Linked DNA regions of Gossypium arboreum: region 1 is linked to region 2. Evidence: chromatin contacts called from public Hi-C data. All regions are on one chromosome and are shown on one strand. The core of a region is the stretch at or near the end of the contact, and the rest is flanking DNA. Distances in the headings are between cores, read along the strand shown. Region 1 holds the start of LOC108480885 (pentatricopeptide repeat-containing protein At2g27610). Region 2 has its middle 34 kb from the start of LOC128295603.

The links. Hi-C and Micro-C count contacts between places; a contact is called where the count stands out from the background.
Region 1: a Hi-C map of leaf shows a contact between it and region 2, with 2.0 times the contacts expected there. The contact joins the promoter of LOC108480885 here to the enhancer-like site in region 2. A contact is called at or near these places in 2 of 5 Hi-C or Micro-C datasets (both in leaf).

Annotation. Positions count from the first base shown.
Region 1 is chr7:85,202,402-85,206,516 of ASM2569848v2, reverse strand. It overlaps LOC108480885 (pentatricopeptide repeat-containing protein At2g27610), which reads left to right and starts at 1,384. Exons shown (of 2, transcript XM_053030505.1): 1 at 1,384-4,115. The coding sequence starts at 1,868.
Region 2 is chr7:85,076,884-85,081,084 of ASM2569848v2, reverse strand. No RefSeq gene overlaps it. Among protein-coding and RNA genes, the nearest start is that of LOC128295603, 34 kb to the right of the region's middle. Within about 2 kb of position 2,319, at least 1 of the 2 cell types and tissues checked has an H3K27ac peak or open chromatin away from gene starts, as enhancers often do. A contact at or near this core is called in leaf, where this site is marked.

The sequences.
Region 1 (4,115 bases), core at 135-2,634, 130 kb before region 2:
TATACTTAGACTTCTATTCAAGTTATAACTTTATTTTGTTATGTTAATAAATATGAAAATAAAAATAAGTTAATTATAAAAATAAAAATAATTTAGAATTTTTAAAAATAATATTTTAACCTTAATTATCAGTTATTTTGACTTATTGATAATGACTAAGATTAGGCTTTTATTCAAGTTATAACTTTATTTTAGGGTCAATAAATTATCACAACTAATTTTTAATAGAGTTATAACTAATTATTCTAAATTAAATTATAAATATTTTAAATTTCAATTTAGTAATATGGTAGAAAATAAAGGGTATTCTCGTGGATTCAAAAGTTTTTTAAACTCATGTTTTATATATACTAGCTTCTAATGACACATGCATTACATGTGATTTTATGCTTTAATATTTAATTTATTTTTAAATATTATATTTTAATTGTAGTAATTAATGTAAAAATATTTCTTATTTAAATTATTGAATATATTTAAAATATATTAACTTATCAATTCAAATATTATAATAGAAAATTTTCAAATCTTAATTAAAGCATTTTTAACATATTCAACCTATATTATAGTTTTACTTTGTGTAATTATTGTAAAATAACATTATTCAAAATAATAGTTGATTAACCTAGTTAATTCTAATATGTTATTAAGTGATAATTAATATGTTTAGAATTTTATTTAAGTAATAATTCTATTTTACAATTTACATCAATAACATTAGCATAACTTTTTTACATAAAAATCTTTAACTAATAATTATAATTATAATTATAATTATAATAAAACTTTTAATATTTTATGCTTAGAGATCTATTTTAAATTTAATACAACATTTTTAACTAATAATTATAAATTAAATTATAATATTTTTAAATATGTAATAACTTTCACAACTTCAATTAAATTATAATTATTTTAAATGTATAATTATCACACCTTCTATTTTATTTCAACATTTTTATTTTAAACGTAAATTTAATAATATAATGGAAAGTAAAGGTATTCTCATCAGTTCAACAATTTTTTAAACTTGTGTTTTCATATATATATATATATATATATATATATATATATATATATATTAGACGTAATTGTTGACTTGATTGATAAGAAGTTTGATGTCTCTTATAAGGTTTTGAATTAGAATATTGTGGAAGAATTAAATAACCTTAAAGAGAATTTTACTTCTCATTTAAGAGTTTGATCTAATTTAATATCGAATTTAATTAAAACCCAGATATTGTATAAAAAAATTTAATCAGTGCTTTATCCTAAAGCTAAGACGCTGACGTACACTAATTTCATTTAGTATATTTTAGCCACCCATGACTTGTTATGGAAAAACATAATGACTTTTTTTCTTTTGCTTATTTTAAAGAGAAATTATTTTTTTATAAGAATTTTTACTTATCATTTTAGTTTTAAATTTAAATTTGTACTAATTATTATTTATTTTATATCTATGTCACACTAAGTAACCGAACGAAGATTTACGTTTTCATCCCTTTTTTTCAAGCATATAATTTTGAAGTTACGACAAGTGGACAATATGATATGTTAGTGTATCTAAACTATAAACAATCTCATTAATCAACAAGTGCTTGACTATAAATTCTGAATAGAGAACGAACATAGGTATCAACATTAAAGACAACATAAATATTAAAAAGAAATAGGTTGATGACACTCTTTGCCTTTTTTCCTTCTGTATTAAACATTGGAAACTCCAATGCCCTTCCATGAATTCTACCATTCAAACCTCACTTTTAGTCTTTTGATTTTGGCGTTAGGGTCTAATTTGCTCTATATGTGCAGTATAGTATAGTAGTATGGTTTTTAACAATTTTGAATTAAAACCTCGGTTAGCATGACGTCAAGCCTCTCTCTTACGAGAAATCAAGCAAAACAACTCCTCAAAACTCTCAACAACCCATTCCACAAATTTCTCTCCGTTTTCCAAACCAATGCGTCGATCCCTCAACCTCCAAAGCTTTGTGTTGAATCTGCTTCTTTACGGCACACTCCTCACCTGTTTGAAAAAAGTCCTCAACCAGACCTTGCCCAATGCAACGGTTTGCTTTTTGACTACTCTCGCAATAACAACAACAAGGAAGCTCTAAATCTCTTTTTGGGTATTCATAGTTTTGGTTTACCAGTCGATGGATCGACCTTATCCTGTGTTTTGAAGGTCTGTGGATGTTTGTTTAATGTCATAGCTGGAAGACAAGTTCATTGCCAATGCTTGAAACTTGGGTTACTTGAGGATGTCAGTGTAGGGACTTCTCTTTTAGATATGTATATGAAAACAGAGAATGTGGAAGATGGTAGGAGAGTTTTTGATCATATGGGGGAAAGAAATGTGGTTTCTTGGACTTCATTGCTTGGAGGCTATGCACAGAATGGAATGAATGAGGAAGTTTTAGAATTGTTTCTGACAATGCAAATGGAAGGGATAAAACCCAATCCATATACCTTTGCGGCTGTTCTTGGAGCTTTGGCGTCTGAAGGGATGGTAGAGAAGGGTGTTCAAGTTCATTGTTTGATTGTAAAGTTGGGTTTCAAGACAGTAACTTTTGTGTCCAATTCTTTGATTAGTATGTATTTGAGGTCAGGGATGGGTAAAGATGCTAGACTTGTTTTTGATGGTATGGCAACCAAGAATGCTGTGACATGGAATTGTATGATTTCTGGTTTTGTAACAAATGGGCTTGATTTCGCAGCTCTCGAAACATTTTACGATATGAGGCTTGCTGGTGTTAAGTTTACTCAAATGACTTTTATTCCTCTTATTAAGTTATGTGCTAATCGTAAGGAATTGGGTTTTACAAGGCAGCTTCATTGTCGAGTTTTGAAAGATGGTTTTAATTTCGACCCTAAAATCAAAACTGCACTTATGGTGGCTTACAGTAAGTGTAGCGAAATCAACGATGCATTCAAGTTGTTCTCAACAATGCATGAAGCTCAAAATGTTGTATCTTGGACAGCCATGATCAGTGGACATCTGCAGAACGGTGAAATTCAAGAGTCAGTTAAACTTTTTTGTTTAATGAACAAGGAAGGTGTTAAACCAAACGATTTTACTTATTCTACCATCCTTACAGCTCAACCAGCTGTTTCTCCTTTCCAAATACATGCACAAGCAATCAAAGCTAATTATGAGAAGTCGCCGTCCGTTGGAACTGCTATTTTAGATGCTTATGTTAAGCTGGGAAATATTGAGGAAGCTGCTAAAGCTTTCGAACAAATTGATGAGAGGGACATTGTTGCATGGTCTGCAATGCTAGCTGGTTATGCTCAAATAGGAGACTCTGAGGGAGCTACCAATATTTTCATGCAGCTGGTAAAGGAGGGGATTAAACCTAATGAATTCACCTTTTCGAGTGTTATAAATGCCTGTGCATCACCTACAGCACCGTTCGAACAGGGAAAGCAGTTTCATGCATGGTCAATCAAATCAAAATTAAGTGATGCTTTATGTGTCTGTAGTGCTCTTATTACCATGTATGCTAAGAGAGGGAATATAGATAATGCATATCAAGTTTTTAGGAGGCAGCAGGAAAGAGATCTCACGTCATGGAACTCAATGATCTCTGGATATGCACAGCATGGTCATGCAAAGAAAGCTCTTGAGATATTTGAGGAAATGCGAAGAGAAAACATGGAAATGGATGATATAACATTTATTGGTGTCATTTCTGCCTGTAGTCATGCTGGATTAGTGGACGAAGGTGAAAGGTACTTCAATGTGATGATAGAAAAACACCGTATTTCTCCAACAATGCAGCTGTATTCTTGCATGGTTGATCTATATAGCCGAGCAGGCATGCTTGACAAGGCCATGGATATCATTAACATGATGCCGTTCCCTGCTGGTGCAACTGTCTGGCGAACTCTCTTGGCTGCCAGCCGTGTTCATCGCAATTTAGAGCTCGGGAAACTTGCTGCAGAACAGCTTATTTCACTTCAGCCACAAGATTCAGCTGCATATGTTCTGCTCTCCAATATTTATGCTGCTGCAGGAAATTGGCACGAAAGAAGGAATGTGAGGAAATTGATGGACCAGAGAAAAGTGAAAAAGGAGGCTGGTTACAGCTGGATTGAAGTTAAGAACAAGA
Region 2 (4,201 bases), core at 1,070-3,569:
AAAATACTTTCTATTTATTAATATATATTCAACGATTGATATTTTTACATAAAATAAATAGTCGAAGTTTTAAATTTACATCAAACTTGACATGCATGATCTACATGAATAAACCATGAAATATAACAATTAAAATTTTAAAATATTAAGCATATAAATAATTAGAAAAATATGTAAAACTATTTTAAATTATAAAAATATGTAAAACTATTTTAACTTTTACACCATTTAAGTGGATGCAAAGCAAATAAAAAAGTAAGCTTAGGTGGACTAATTATAATTTTAACATGCGGCAACTCTCATTATTTAATATCTCATCAATTATAAATTTAAAATAATAATTAAAACTCACAATTAATTATAATATATAATGAATGGTGTTTATATGGTAAGAGTTAAAAATTTCTAATGCGATAATTAGGAATTTTTATGTATTTTAATGACTTTTTTTTACTTTTGTATTATGGATTAATCTTTTTTAATCAGTGTTTATGTCATTTTAATTTATTCTTTTAATCATCCATAATAAGATTTTCAAAACATTTTCACATTAAGGTTATTTATATTTTTAAATTTTATAATTAATCCTTTAATATTTTTTTATTTTTCCTTCTAATTCAATCTTAATGCTTAAGGTTTTTTTCAATATTTCCACATTAAGTTTATTTAATTTTTTAAAAAATTATAATTAAACTCTTCATATTTTTATAATCAAGGTTATTTACATTTTAATAAGTTTAATATATGGTTTAGTACTAGAGTTTAACACTTTTTAATGTGATACTTGTATTAGTTTTTGTCCAATGTGGTACTTAGATTTGACAAAATTATATATTTTGGTATCCAAAGGTAACAATGTTGACTTTTTATATTTAATTCGCTTTTAGAATTGATTTGATGAAAGTTAATTACTAATATTATTATATTTAAATTTTTCACGATTTTATTAATAGAATAAACTGTTGGGGATCTACCCAATTAAGCAACGAACAAGTAAAAAATAGTGGAAGAAATTAAGAAATTGAACACACATATTTAACATGAAAAAACCATCCAAAGAGGATAAAAAATTACGGGTAAAGATAATTTTACTATAATAGTAAAAAACGAATAGTACAAAAAATGGAGATAAAAACTTAAACCCCAAAACCTGAAAACAAAAAATCTTCAAACGTAAATACAAAATTCTTCAAAATGTTATGAATTCTAATATTTAATAGGTGTATTTTCTAAGGTTAAAAAAGTTTATTTATAGGCTAAATTCATAGGTCAAATAATAATAAAATAATCTAGAATAATCGAATTCAACTAAAATAAATAAATAGAGTTTAACTGGAAGATTATCTCTCAAATTTGACTGAAATATGAGATATACTCGACATTAACTTTGCATTATGAATTTGTCTAATTTGTCAAATACAATTCAATGAAAGTGTTTTAATTCGGATTTTAGGGTCGATTTGATAAAAGTTAATTGATAATATTACTAGCTAATTATGATTTTTCATCAAATCAACTCTAAAACCTGAATTAAACACAAGAAAGATATCTTGTTAGCTTCAGTTACCAAAATGTATAACTTTTGCAAATATAACTATTCCATTGGACCAAAAAATAATGTAAGCATCACATTAGAAAAAAGTGTCAAACTTAAGTACAAAATTATGTATTAAGTCTTTTAATATTTTCACACATTATCATTTTAAAATTAAAAATTAGATAGGACCCACGATAAATTACTTTACAGTCTAATTAAAAACATTTTTATTTTTTAAATTATTTTAAAACAAAAATTTAATCATTTTTATATTAATATTTTCTATAAAAATAAATTTAAAATATTTTTATTTTACATCATCACTTTTAATATTTTTTCAAAATTAGATTAAAAATTGTTTTATATAAGTTTTGTTCCCAAAACATAATTCCAAAATATTTTTCAAAATTAATAATACATTAAATATTATTTTAATAATTAAAAAATAGGTTTAAAATATTTTAAAATTACTATACAAAATTAAATATGTTTTTCCAAAAACTTAATACAATCAATTATTATTTTTAAATTAAAATAATTAATTAAAATATATTTAATATCAAACATAATTAACTAGTTATATATATATAAGAAAACCATTCTTAATTAAATTTCGTTTATTTTTTTAAAGAAAAAGGCTATTTGCTTGATTATTAATTTTAAACTATTATTTACATATACAGATATTCCCTTAGTTTTGGGGTTTGGGATTCCCTAGTTTGCTACTAACTTTAAATGCATGGGCTGCAATCATGACAGATCTGATTCCCACGTCCACTACACCATCAATCTATCTTTTGGGCCTTTCTCTATTTAAGAAAAATCCTTCAAAATGGGCATTTTACCTTCGGTATACACAGCTGAAAAACTTGTATGAATTAGGTTTTTAATTATGATATTAATCAAAATTTTATACTCTTTTTGTCTTATTTTATTTATCTTTAGAGCTCACAAAATCATATAATTATTTATTTTATGAAAATGTGTTTATAACAATTACATATTTATATTACAATTTTATTAATAACAAAAATAATTAATAATAAGTTTTTACGTTAATTATAAAGTGACATAAGTTTTAAAAGTATTAATTGAATATAAAATATTTTAAATTATATGATTATAATAAATATATAAACTTTAAATTTAATAATAATATAAAATATGCAGTAACATAACATATTAATTTAATAATCTGACTTATTACAAATGATTAAACATGATATACTATGCGATACTAATAATATTACTAATAAATTTAATTTTAACTATTTGAGAATTTAGGTTTTAGTATTAATTTTTATTTATTAATGTTTAGTATTTTATTAATATTAAAATTTCATTGATATTATTATTATTATCTTTATATTAATTTATATTTGGAATGAATTTATTTTTATTTAAGTTGAATTTGAATAAAGTTTAAATTTAGTTTGGATTTGGTTGATATTAGTTTTAGTTTTGGGTTTAAATATATATTATATCTAAATGTAAATTTGGTTCAAATATTTTGAAATTTAAAATCTAATTGACAAATCAATTCATTACCTAACCCAATCTTAATGCTTATAAATAAAATATTAATGTATATTATATATGATATTATATAATATTGTATAATATAATAAAATTATTAATTTTAATATATGAAAAGTATAGTGACTTATCACATATTTCAATTAGTATAATAATAAAGCGATAATATACAATATAATTAATATATTATGTTCTATTATTACAGTATGTGAAAGTATTATATAATGAAATAATATATTTTAAAGGTTAAATTACACCATATGGTTAATGTTATAATAGCATTGATCCTTTGTTAGAGGATTCTGAATTGTGAAAAGAGTGAAGACAGTTCTATGGAAGAATAGAGAAGTCAGTAATGGAATAAGTTGGTCAAGAAGATGAGGCAATGGAATGAAGGGGACAATGACATGGCAGATGCTTGACAAGTAAGTCTCACCAAGAACGAGCCATCAACAAATGGTAACTGGAGATTGGCCTTGTTTGGTCATGATAAAAAAAGGGATTACTGTCAGAGTACCTATTGAATCTGCTAGTGACGACATGGCGGTGGAGACAGATTTTGGTATGGGAGAAGTCATAAGGAAATCCCAGTAGTGACAACAGAGAGATGGTGGATGTCATTAATGGAAGGTTATGGGAAATTGAGAATACTGGTTGCAATAGGTTGGATTTGTTGGGTATGGGCGGCATGCTTAGCTTGGAGGAGATGACACATGGAGGCATTATCAGTTACAAATTTATTGAATTTAAAAGCTAGGGAGTAAGGTGGATAAAATACGATTCGATTCGAAAAATATTCTAATTTCTAATTAAATAAATTGAGTTATTCAAGTTATTCGAGTTAACTCGAGTAAGTAATTTAAGTTTCGAGTTCAAGTCGAATTGAATTTTATAATTTGAATAACTCAAATAATTCAAATAATAGATTGATATAAATATCCCTTTACTCCTTATCAGTTTTGAAAATGAGCAAATTGATTTCTCTTAACAAAAATTACAAAAGAAAATCAAAATAAATTTAAAATTTATATATTTTTTAAAATTATAAAAATGTTTAAAAAAATCTAAAGAATATACTGAAGAAAGTTAAAACTTTTAAAATTTTCTAAAACAATAATTTTAGAACCT